3 separate regions of the Anas platyrhynchos genome follow, and regions 1 and 2 are each linked to region 3. A link is a contact called in public Hi-C data. All regions are on one chromosome and are shown on one strand. The core of a region is the stretch at or near the end of the contact, and the rest is flanking DNA. Distances in the headings are between cores, read along the strand shown.

Region 1 (3,551 bases), core at 811-3,310, 140 kb after region 3:
ACAGCTTGGACAGACAGAGACTTGGAGAAGAGCTGAATGTCCTGGAATAAAGCAAAATACACTGAGAGTTCATAGTAAATACCCGCATCGATAGGTATTTATTCACTTGTGCTTCGCCATGTCGTGACATACAGTACAAAACGCTGCCGCTCTTCCTTTTGAGACAGGGAGCTCACCGTGCTCCCTCGCAAGCTGCTGCTCCGGCAGTCCAGGCTGTGTCCATCGGTCCCGGGGTGGCCTGAAGGCACTGGGGCCAGGATGGGGCCCCCCAGCTGTCCCCTGCTGCTCCAAGAGGCGTCGGGCCCTGCTGCCTGTGCTCCCTGCTGCCTGCTCCTCCTCAGCGCCAGCCCCTCCGGCCCTCACCCTGCTTCCTTGCACCCTGCCAGGCTGGGGCACGGAAAGCCCCAGAGCTCCTGCAGCCAGCTTTTAAGGCACATCTGGGATGCTATATGTGCTTTATTACTATTATTATTATTGTTATTTACCCTGTGTAGACACGTGGGCTTTTTATTTCTTTCTTCCCCTCGCCTCTCTCCTTATAAAACCCACCATGTTTTCAGCTTATTCATGTGTCATCCCTAAGGCACAAACCCTTTTAATACTACAGCTGCCTGGCTTCTTTTATTGGTCGTTAATTGTTCAAAAAAAAAAAAAAAAAAGGAAAAAAAAAAGAACTGAACAAAAACAAAAAAACAACCCCCCAACAATCTGAGATCGCTGCGCTCCAGTATATATAATATATATATATATGTATATGTAGGTGAGCGTGGCAGCTCGGCGGCGCCCCGCAGTCCCGGCGCTAGGCGCAGCTGCCCATGGCCTTCACCAGGGAGCTCTCGGGCAGCTGCCTGAAGATGCCTCGCAGAGTCTCCAGCTCCCGGGTGAGCTGCTCCACCCGCTTCCGCAGCCGCTCGTTGTCGGTGGTGAGCTCCAGCACCTTCTGCTGCGTTTCCACGTTGCGCTGCTTGGCCTTGTCCCGGCTCTTGCGCACCGCGATGTTGTTGCGCTCCCGGCGCACCCGGTACTCGTTGCTGTTCTTGTCCACTGTCTTTTTCGATTTGCTCCGGTGGTCCGCGGGCATCATCTTGAGCGCGCCGGCGGCGGGCAGGCCGCCCGGGGGGTGCGGATGGTGCGGGTGGTGCGGGCTGGGCACGGGCGTGGGGGGCGGCGTGGGGTGCCCGGGCTGGAGGTGCATGGTGGTCTGGGCGCAGTGGGCGATCTGGTACTGCAGGTGGGAGGGGTGCTGCTGCGCGGCGTGGTGGGGGTAGAGGGCCGACAGGGCCGCCGACTTGACCTCCTCCTCCTCGCGGGGCTCCTGCTTGATCACCAGCGGCCGCAAGCCCGGCGCGGCGATGCGCTCGTAGAGCGGGTCGAGCTTGCCGTCCATGTAGCTGGCCATGCAGCCGAAGAGCGGCTGCTGGTGGTGCTGCTGCTGGTGCCCCGGCGCCGAGGCGGCGGCGCCGGCCCCATGCATGCTGTGGAAGTCGAAATCCCCGGCCAGGATGGCCTTGGCTTTCTCCTGCTGCTTGCTGTGCTGGAAGAGGTCGGCCAGGAACTCGTCGTTGAAGGCGGCGGGGTCGATGTAGGCGCTGATGTCGATGGAGTTCTCGTTCTCGCAGATGTCGCCGAGCTCCGCGCCGCCCGCAGCAGGTGCCGCCGCCGAGGGAGCCTCTCTGTAGCTGTAGGCGCTGCCGGGCAGGGGAGTCTGGAGCTGGTGGTGCTGGCCGCTGCTCATCGGGGGCCGGGAATCGACCTCGTAGAAGTTGGCTTGCTCCATGAAGCACCTACAGTCTGCCGGGCATGGTGAAGGGCTCCTGCAATCCAGGTTTCGGACGGGGCGGCGGCGGCGGCTCTGCCAAGCCCGCGGCACCCCGCGGTCCCCCGGCGGCGAGCGGCACGGCTCGGCACGGCTCGGCTCGGCACGACTCAGCTCAGCTCAGCTCGGCGCGGCGCGGCACGGCGCGGCTCGGCGCGCCCGGAGCCCGTCCCCCGCCCCAGCCCGGCCGAGCCCCGCTCGCAGCCTGCCTGCCCTGTTGCTAGTGGCTTGCCTGCGTCCTGTGAGCCGTATATATACACCCCCGCAGCAGGGCCGGGGATCGCCCTCTAGTGTCCACCTCCTGCCGGGAACCTTTGACCACCGCGCAGCCGGGTCTTAGCGCCCCGGCCGGGCACAGCCGCCCGCCCCCGGCAGCCGCCCCGAGCTCGGCGGGCTCCTGGCGCTGGGCTGCGCCCCCGGGGGCAGGGGGGGTCCCGAGCTGCCCGAAGCCTCCCGGGGATGTGCGGGGAGCGGGGCCGTCGCCCCCTGCGTGCCCGGGGCCGGTCGGCGCCCTCCCACCGGCGGCGCCGCGGGGAAAGTCTCAAAGTTCAGCACAGCCCGCTAGTGCTCGCAAATATTTGTTCAGACGGGGGGAGACGGGAGGGGAGCCCCGCCGGGTTTGCCGCAGGACCGACGGCGCTTTTCCAGCCGAGGGGCTCTGTGCCCGGAGAGCCCCATCCTGCCGCACCTGCGGAGCGCGGCTGGCCTGGCCCGGCCCGGCCCGGCCCGGCTCGGCAGAAGCGGGGACCCGCAGAGCCCGGCCCCGAGCGGCGCTAGGACCCGGCCGCGGAGCGCTCGGGGCGGGGGGCGGCGGGGGCTGCCCGGCTCGGCTCGGCACGACTCGACCCGGGCCGCTGGGGCCGCTCCGGCGGCTGCCCCTGGCCGCAGTCCGGCACGATGCGGGGTGGGCGCGTGGCTCTGTCCCACTCCCGGTCCCGCAGCGCGAACGGAGCAGCTCCGTGTAGCTGCAGCCTGCGCGCAGCGCGGCACGGCTCCCGGAGCTTACCCGGGATAAACCCGGGGCGCAGCGCGGCGGCAGCAGCCAGGTGGCCCGGGAGCAGGCGATGCTCCGGCGGGCTGCGGCGCCCCGAGGCTCCCGGCCGCCCACCCTCCGTCCAGGGCCGCACGGACCTACCTGCTCCTGGGCGCAGCCTTCCGAGGAGCCCGGTGTGCAGCCTCAGCTCGGCAGGGGTGCGGATGCCCGGGATTTCCTCTCGTCGCCATCCTGCAGCCCGCAGACGAGGCGTATCGGGGCTCCCTCGCCTACCTCCTCGCGTCGGGAAGCTCCCCGGCACTTAGCTCTGGTGGTCCGGGTCACCTGGAAAGAGGCAGAGAGAAAAGATGTGTCAAGGCTGCTAGAGCAGCTGCAGGTAACTGCTAGAGGAAGATCTGCAGAGAAGAGTTCAAACGTAGCGGTGGCTGGAAAAAAAAATGCTGTATTTTTTAGTCCTAGGTGTCCTAATAACCCAAAAACTTGTGACAGCAAGTTGCTTGCTCAGAAAGGGTTTGACAGATTCCTCACAACTAACAGTAATTGACAAAATTTTAATCAGGAAACAACATTACAATGTACCAAGAACCCATTTTTTTGTATCACACAGTACACCTGTGACCCTCTGTTTCATGAGCAGAAGGAAGGCAGCAGTCAGCTGGCTTTCTGACCACAGAATATACCTTTCAGCAACAATAGAAAACAATTAAAATCCTAAATTCATTTTACATATGGTGAGTATCT
Region 2 (3,190 bases), core at 446-2,945, 220 kb after region 3:
TACTTCATGAGCTGGGGACCTGCTGACGCAGCCCAGGGCCTGCGTGGACAGGACTGTACCAGGCAGCAGGGAGATCTTCCTTAAGATCCTGACTTAGGAGGGTATTTCAAAGTGGTAAACATGCCAAGTGCTTCAGAATATACAGTTATATTCAGCATTTTGCAAAGAATGGACCAACTAATCAACAAAAAATGCCATCAAGTGCTAAAAGGTCAGTAAACTTGCCGACAAAAGTTGGTTTAATAAGTGCTGAATTTTCCCTGAGAGAAATTTGTCAGAAGCCATGAAAGACAAAGACCTGCAACTCAGGACATGTGCAGAAAGCCATCTCAGGTAATAGCCGTATCTATTTCAGTGACATCTGGGGTCAGGCTTATTTTCTCACATTTCTGTTATTTAAGCGAGAGCTTCATCATGAAGGATCAATCTTTATTTTAAGATCATAGAAGCATTTTGTATTCGTCAAATGTTGCAGGAGCCCTGCTGATCAATCGCAGTAACACAATCAACTCCTGACATGCCTTCAGCACCGCGGCAATGCCAGGAATCAACAACGGCAGGTGGCACGAACCACGAGGCAGCGAAGTGAATGCAATAAACTATCATTTTCCTGAATGCCTTCTCAGAATCAAAATGTAATGTAGACACTTTCATCTGAGGGTTCCTACAACAAAGCAACGAACCACAAAGGTGAGGACAGATGTTTGTCTGGCCCCACACTTCCCAGGCCGCACCCCACCTGTCCCGATGGCCAGTTTTCTCCTTTCCTCACAGCTATGGTGTGGCTCCACATGGCAACATCTGGCAGGGCAGAAGGAAGGTCCCAACGGGCTTTGTTTCCATCTTCTTTAAGGAAGCAGATTTTCAGAAGATGCTGATTTGTTGAGACTGAAGCTTTTCGCAGAAACTCTGTGGCTTCTACTGAATTTTTCATGAAAGGTACTTCCCAGGGTCAAGTCCTAACTTCCACCTGCTCTCTGAGATCAATCTGAGAAGAGCTGAGACCAGAGACTCCTGCATCCCATGAGGGCTCTCCAACCACTGAACCAATCCCTTCCTCTAGTCTGAACAAACGCAAATAGCTGCAAAAGGAGAGCTTGAGAGAAACTGGCCCAGGAAGCAGGCGTAACACCAGGAACACCACTTGACAGGACCCTAGGTGCTTATTTGCACCAGATTTGTGCATGGCAAGGAGTCAAATCTTCCCGCTAAACTTTGAAAGACCTTTCGTTATCCAAACTGTGTTGGTATGGGCGGTGGGGCTCCGAAAAACACTGAAAAATAGGTTGTGGTTACTTCCCAACTCTGACCCTGATGGAGGCCTCTTGTGAACAGGACAGGAGATTGTAAACTAGAACTGCTTATGGCTCCACTTTCCAAATTACAAAACATAGCCACAGCCTCACCACAGAAACAGCAAGCGTCTTAGCACGCAATGAATAATGCAACACCTTGAGATAATGCAGTAAACCTCAGTCTTGGGCTCGGTTTCTATCTGAGCTGTCACAGGCTTAAGATGACAGAAGAAAATCAGTATTTGTATCTTAGCCTGGCCATGACAGTACTGTAGACATCTGTAATAGTGATTTTTAACATTTTGAGCAGAAGAGTTTATTTAAATGTAATACCAAGTGAACGGGCAGAGTGCACAGCACTGTGATTCACAAGGGTGCTCAGCCTAGCAATTTATCTGCATGACCTCTGACCACGGAGATAATAGATGCTTGCTTAGGAAAAGTGTTTGTTTTAGATCACATTGACCATATTCATTTACATGTCCACTACATAAATGTTATACGACATGAATTATTTATGTAAAACACTGATTTGCCATAATTGCAATATTTACATTTAATATAGGTTCAGTGCTTTGCACATGCCTATTGAATACTGAAACCCTAAAATACGGATTTATATGTCAATTGTAATTCTTCGTGTTAGCTATTTCATTTTTAATATTTAATAGGCTGAAAGTGACAGCCCTGCTTAGCAAGACAGTCCATATTAAAAAGTGCCAGAAATTCTCTTTACAGTCCCTGTCTTGTACTGAGGTCTTCTAGCACAGAAGCTGCACCTATAAAAATGTGGATTATTATGCAATATTGGCAATTTAATTCTATACCAGTTTCTTACAGAAATAAACCCACTTCATGTAGATTAATTATCAAAAATGAAAGTAATAAAATCAGTGTTCTAGATGTGACATTTTTAAAATGAGAGGTCTGAGTAACAGTCTAAAAATAATTTTTAAAAAATTGCAATACACCAAGTATTTTTGCCTATGATCTCTTGTTGATACCAGCAAATCCTTGTAACTAATATTCTTCAAAGAGCAAACAAAGCATGCAGTCAAGGGTTTGAAAGAAGCAAAACATTAGTCTTACAAATCTATTTTTTCTAATATTCAGGTGCTTTGTTGATGTATTTACTGACAGCTACTGCATTGTACTACTTAGCACATAAGAAACCCAAGCTGCACATTTCTGCAAAACTCTTGAATGTTTTTCGTATCAACTAAATCATTTCAAGAAAAAGACTTGAAATTCTACTGAATAATTTAATAAAAAACACACCGAGTACCAAATCTTCTGATTCTATTATTCCATTATTCTATGGAGTTGTTACATTAGATTTATACCCAAATTACTGGCAGAAGCAGAAATAACCCTTTAAACGCTTCTTTTTCACCAAAAGAGAAATTGCTTTTCCTTATGTTCAGGGAAGAGACTAAAACTATCCAACAGAGGGCTCCCAGTAGCTGTTCAAAAGCTTAATTGAGAGTCAAACACATGAACTCTTAACATATACATGCAAATCAGCATGCTGTCATTTTAACAACCTATTCTGTATGCACTATAGGCACGCCTACACCCAAATTGTAAATTTGTAAAAGCACACAGTATAATCACCCAGGAAGTTCCTTGTGATAATTTGTATTCTACTGAAGTAAGTTAGCATGGCTTCTTTAAACTGTGGAAAATCAGTATATTTTTAAATAGTCTTCATAAAAATGCAATTTTTTTTTTTTTTTCAACTTCTTTACATGCACTTGAGAAAAATGCTAATAAAACCATGTGTGGAGCATGGAGCTTCCACATGCCTATGAGGCAAGGCAAGAGGTAGGGGCAGAGACACAGCCTGGGCAGGCGCTTGTGCACTCAGAGAAAGCGCTCCTGAAAGGGACTGGTGG
Region 3 (3,163 bases), core at 259-2,758:
CACCAACACCCCTGGAGACAGCTCTGTGTGTATCTATGAATATCTACTTATAATAGTAATATAAAGTCCAAAGCTTTGGAGTTTGGATAACAAGATTGTTTTTCTTACCAGCTAGTGAGATACAGTAGTGGATAATCTCTCCTATTATGGCATGGATTCCCATGCTTGCTCTTAAAGCTCTTTGGCAATACTGCTCTTAAATGGCTCTGACTACCTAATTGAAGTGTCTGATCTGGAGCGCAGTTGACTCCTCGTAGAAAGAGCAAACTTCTTGTGCGGGTTGATTCCAATTTAAGGAGGTTGGATTGTCCTGTAGATATGTCTCTTTCTTGTCATTGGCTTTTAAACATCTCAATTTTAGAATGGCTCTTTTTGTAGCAAAAGCAGAGATATAGGAGTTGAAAAATCTGGGCTTTAATCCTAATGGTTTCCTGTTTGGACAACTCACTTGCCCTGTGTGCATTTCATTTTGCTTTTTGGTTTTCTGCCTTGTTTTCTCATTTACAAGTAGTGCATGCTTATCTCCAAAGGTTATTGTTCAAAGCCTGAAGAAATTTCAGTTTCTCAGGTGAAAGGTCTTATATAATCTTAAAGGATTATATTTGGGAGTTACTAAAGCCTACAGTTAGGAAAACAAATTTATTTAAACTTTTGTATGTGCATGTTTATATAGCCATTTTAAGCTCTACTTTTAAAACAAAGGGACATCTTAATTCTTTTGCCACTGATTTTACCTGAATCTGATCAAATCCCCAGTGGTGCATGAGCTATGGACACTTACATTTTCATTCTTTTCCTAGTATAATCTCAGTTTTCCGAGCTTCTCTGAACAGCAAACTGAAGTTGTAATTCTCTAAATGGAAATGCTTTGTGTTCCCTTGTGGTCTGGAAACTGTGTGAAAACTGTGCAATATCTTAACCTTTTTGCAAAGGACACTTAGTAAACACACTGGAAACCCTAGTAAAATTTCTTGTTATGATCTGCTCTCTGTCTCCATTGCAGCCTTCGTTCTCGAATTCTCGGCTCAGGCAGTAAGTCCTGCTGTCCTTACGTGCACCCTGGCTGGGCCAAATTCCTACTCACAGCAACAGCCCTTTGCTTGCATAAAGCCTGAGGGACAAAGTGTCAAGGCCATGAGAGAGGGCTGCTTTGCAGTGACTTTTTGTGGATCCTGGCATTTTGTGATTGCAGTTTACACCACTCAGCTCTGCGGATGTGAGTTCTGTGGGGATCCCCTGCACATCCTGAAGTTATACGGCAATTTAGCAGAGGTTTCCGTGTGTTTGGGGTGAGATTATCGTCATTGCTTAGGTGATATGCTGTACCTCCATACACACTCTCCAGTTCTTCAGGAAGCACAGATTTACCTGGACTGAGGCTTCAGGATTATGGAGAAAAAATATAAAAATGCCAAAGAATGCCCAAGCCGTGGTTTAGATCAATGCAATGTACATTACATTTCTGGTCTAATCCAGGAGAGGGTGCTAACTTTCTAGCCATCACAACTGGCACACTGTGCTGGAGGAGGATTTTTCACCGCTGATATCCCATGTCTGACTGATTATTCACATATGCTGTCCCCAAAGGAGAGTCATCTTGGGAGTGCAAAACCACCCTCTCAAAACATTGGTTACCTCTGTTCAGTGCAGTAAATATAATTACATGACATATTCTTGACAGGGGAGTATTTATTGTTAATGTACTTAATTTAAATGCTGTTATGTATTGTTTGCTCTGTTCCCTCACTCTTCTGCCTTTCGCCTATTAAGGAATATTAACAGGGTCTGAATTTAGGTTTCCCCGCTGCAGTAACCCCTGCTCTCCGTGGCATTATGGGCAGCAACACTCCCCACACAGCGCAGCAGCGTGCATGTCAGCAAGCTCCGTGCCTGCAGCTTGCTGCCAGCCTCGGTTAGTGACCAGGCGCAGGGCGAAACGTGTGTGAAGCAAAGCGTGCCCACGGCAGCACCCTGCGTGCGAAGGGAGCAAGGAAGCGGTGTGTGGAGCCCAGCTAGAGGAGCGTGTCCACGCTGCTGGGCCCTCCTGCCCAGTGCCTCCTCACAAACCTCTCCCCGCAAAGCTTCCGCCTGGAAAAGTTGTCGCCTGGGCTGGGGAGATGCAGGACAGAAAAATAACCAAACCCTATTTGCTGAAGTAAGTTAATGAGCTAGAGAGGAGCACAAAAGAAAGAAGGGAGATGGGCTGGGGTGTTTTATGGGCCCACAGAGGGGAAATGTGCAGGCAATTGTGCAGAACATCTGCCCGTGGCCTGTCCTGGTGAATTGTTGGCCCCGGGTGCATGTGGTGTGCTCATGCACCTCCTAGAGCCACATGTCCCCAAAAGATTGGAAAGCATGAGGGTGACCTTTGCTGCCTTGGCCTGTCGGAGCACTCTGCCAGTCGCTGGCACCAACCCCATCTCCACCCTGGCACCCCGGTCCCCTCCCAGGCAAGGAATCCCTGCTGAGTCAGCAATCCCAGGGCGGTCTTCTCTCTTTCCCTCTCTTTTTTTTCTTTTCTCTCCCTCTCTTCCCCCCCTGTTGAACTCTTTCTAATTTTAAGCTGTAATTGTTAAGCAGAAGGCTTTGAAAAACTGCCACGTGTATAACAGAGAAGTGCAGACACCAGCAAGAAAATGGAAAGAAAATTAAAGTTCTGTTTTTGTGTGAGTGTGTTTGGGTTACTTGATGAATTTGATTAATAATAATTAGTTTTAATCTAACCTTGAATTAGTTTTAATCAAACCTTGTGATTTTGGATGCTTGAGGTTGGAGAAAATTTTACTGTGAAGAGTGGCTCTGAGGCACTCCTTTGCTCTCTGCATAGAGCCCAGCATCTCTGAAGGCATAAACAACCAAGGGCAGAGCAGATGGAATCATTTTTCTGTGTTAGATATTTTAATACACAGGAACATAGGAAAATTAATATGGAAAATACAAAATCAATTTGCCACATATTTAATATGAACAGAACATGAAAGTTCAAGAGAAAGGGAAAGAAATTTTTAAGCCTTTAAACATTTGTCATGTTGTTTCTCAATACTCTGTTAGTAAACAAGTAAAACCAAAGGCAAGAGAAATGCTCTACGGCATGTTATCTAGCAAGAAATTGAGATCCAATTTAACAAGCAGTAAATCAACAATGTGGGTTTGAGTATAGTAG

The links. Hi-C and Micro-C count contacts between places; a contact is called where the count stands out from the background.
Region 1: a contact with region 3 is called in a Hi-C map of subcutaneous adipose tissue, with 2.1 times the contacts expected there. The contact joins the promoter of CEBPA here to the enhancer-like site in region 3. A contact is called at or near these places in 3 of 8 Hi-C or Micro-C datasets (F1 follicle, liver and subcutaneous adipose tissue).
Region 2: a contact with region 3 is called in a Hi-C map of skeletal muscle, with 6 times the contacts expected there. The contact joins two enhancer-like sites. A contact is called at or near these places in 2 of 8 Hi-C or Micro-C datasets (skeletal muscle and subcutaneous adipose tissue).

What each region holds. Positions count from the first base shown.
Region 1 is chr12:10,714,761-10,718,311 of IASCAAS_PekinDuck_T2T, reverse strand. CEBPA (CCAAT enhancer binding protein alpha) reads right to left here and starts at 2,060. Exons shown (of 1, transcript XM_027466972.3): 1 at 1-2,060. The coding sequence starts at 1,777. The coding sequence ends at 800. It overlaps LOC106017234 (a long non-coding RNA gene), which reads right to left. Exons shown (of 9, transcript XR_011812333.1): 4 at 2,952-3,134.
Region 2 is chr12:10,638,771-10,641,960 of IASCAAS_PekinDuck_T2T, reverse strand. All of the region lies in intron 10 of PEPD (peptidase D), which reads right to left. Among named protein-coding and RNA genes, the nearest start is that of CEBPG, 60 kb to the left of the region's middle. Within about 2 kb of position 1,695, at least 1 of the 8 cell types and tissues checked has an H3K27ac peak or open chromatin away from gene starts, as enhancers often do.
Region 3 is chr12:10,854,061-10,857,223 of IASCAAS_PekinDuck_T2T, reverse strand. All of the region lies in intron 2 of LOC106017236 (a long non-coding RNA gene), which reads left to right. Among named protein-coding and RNA genes, the nearest start is that of SLC7A10, 52 kb to the left of the region's middle. Within about 2 kb of position 1,508, at least 2 of the 8 cell types and tissues checked have an H3K27ac peak or open chromatin away from gene starts, as enhancers often do. A contact at or near this core is called in subcutaneous adipose tissue, where this site is marked.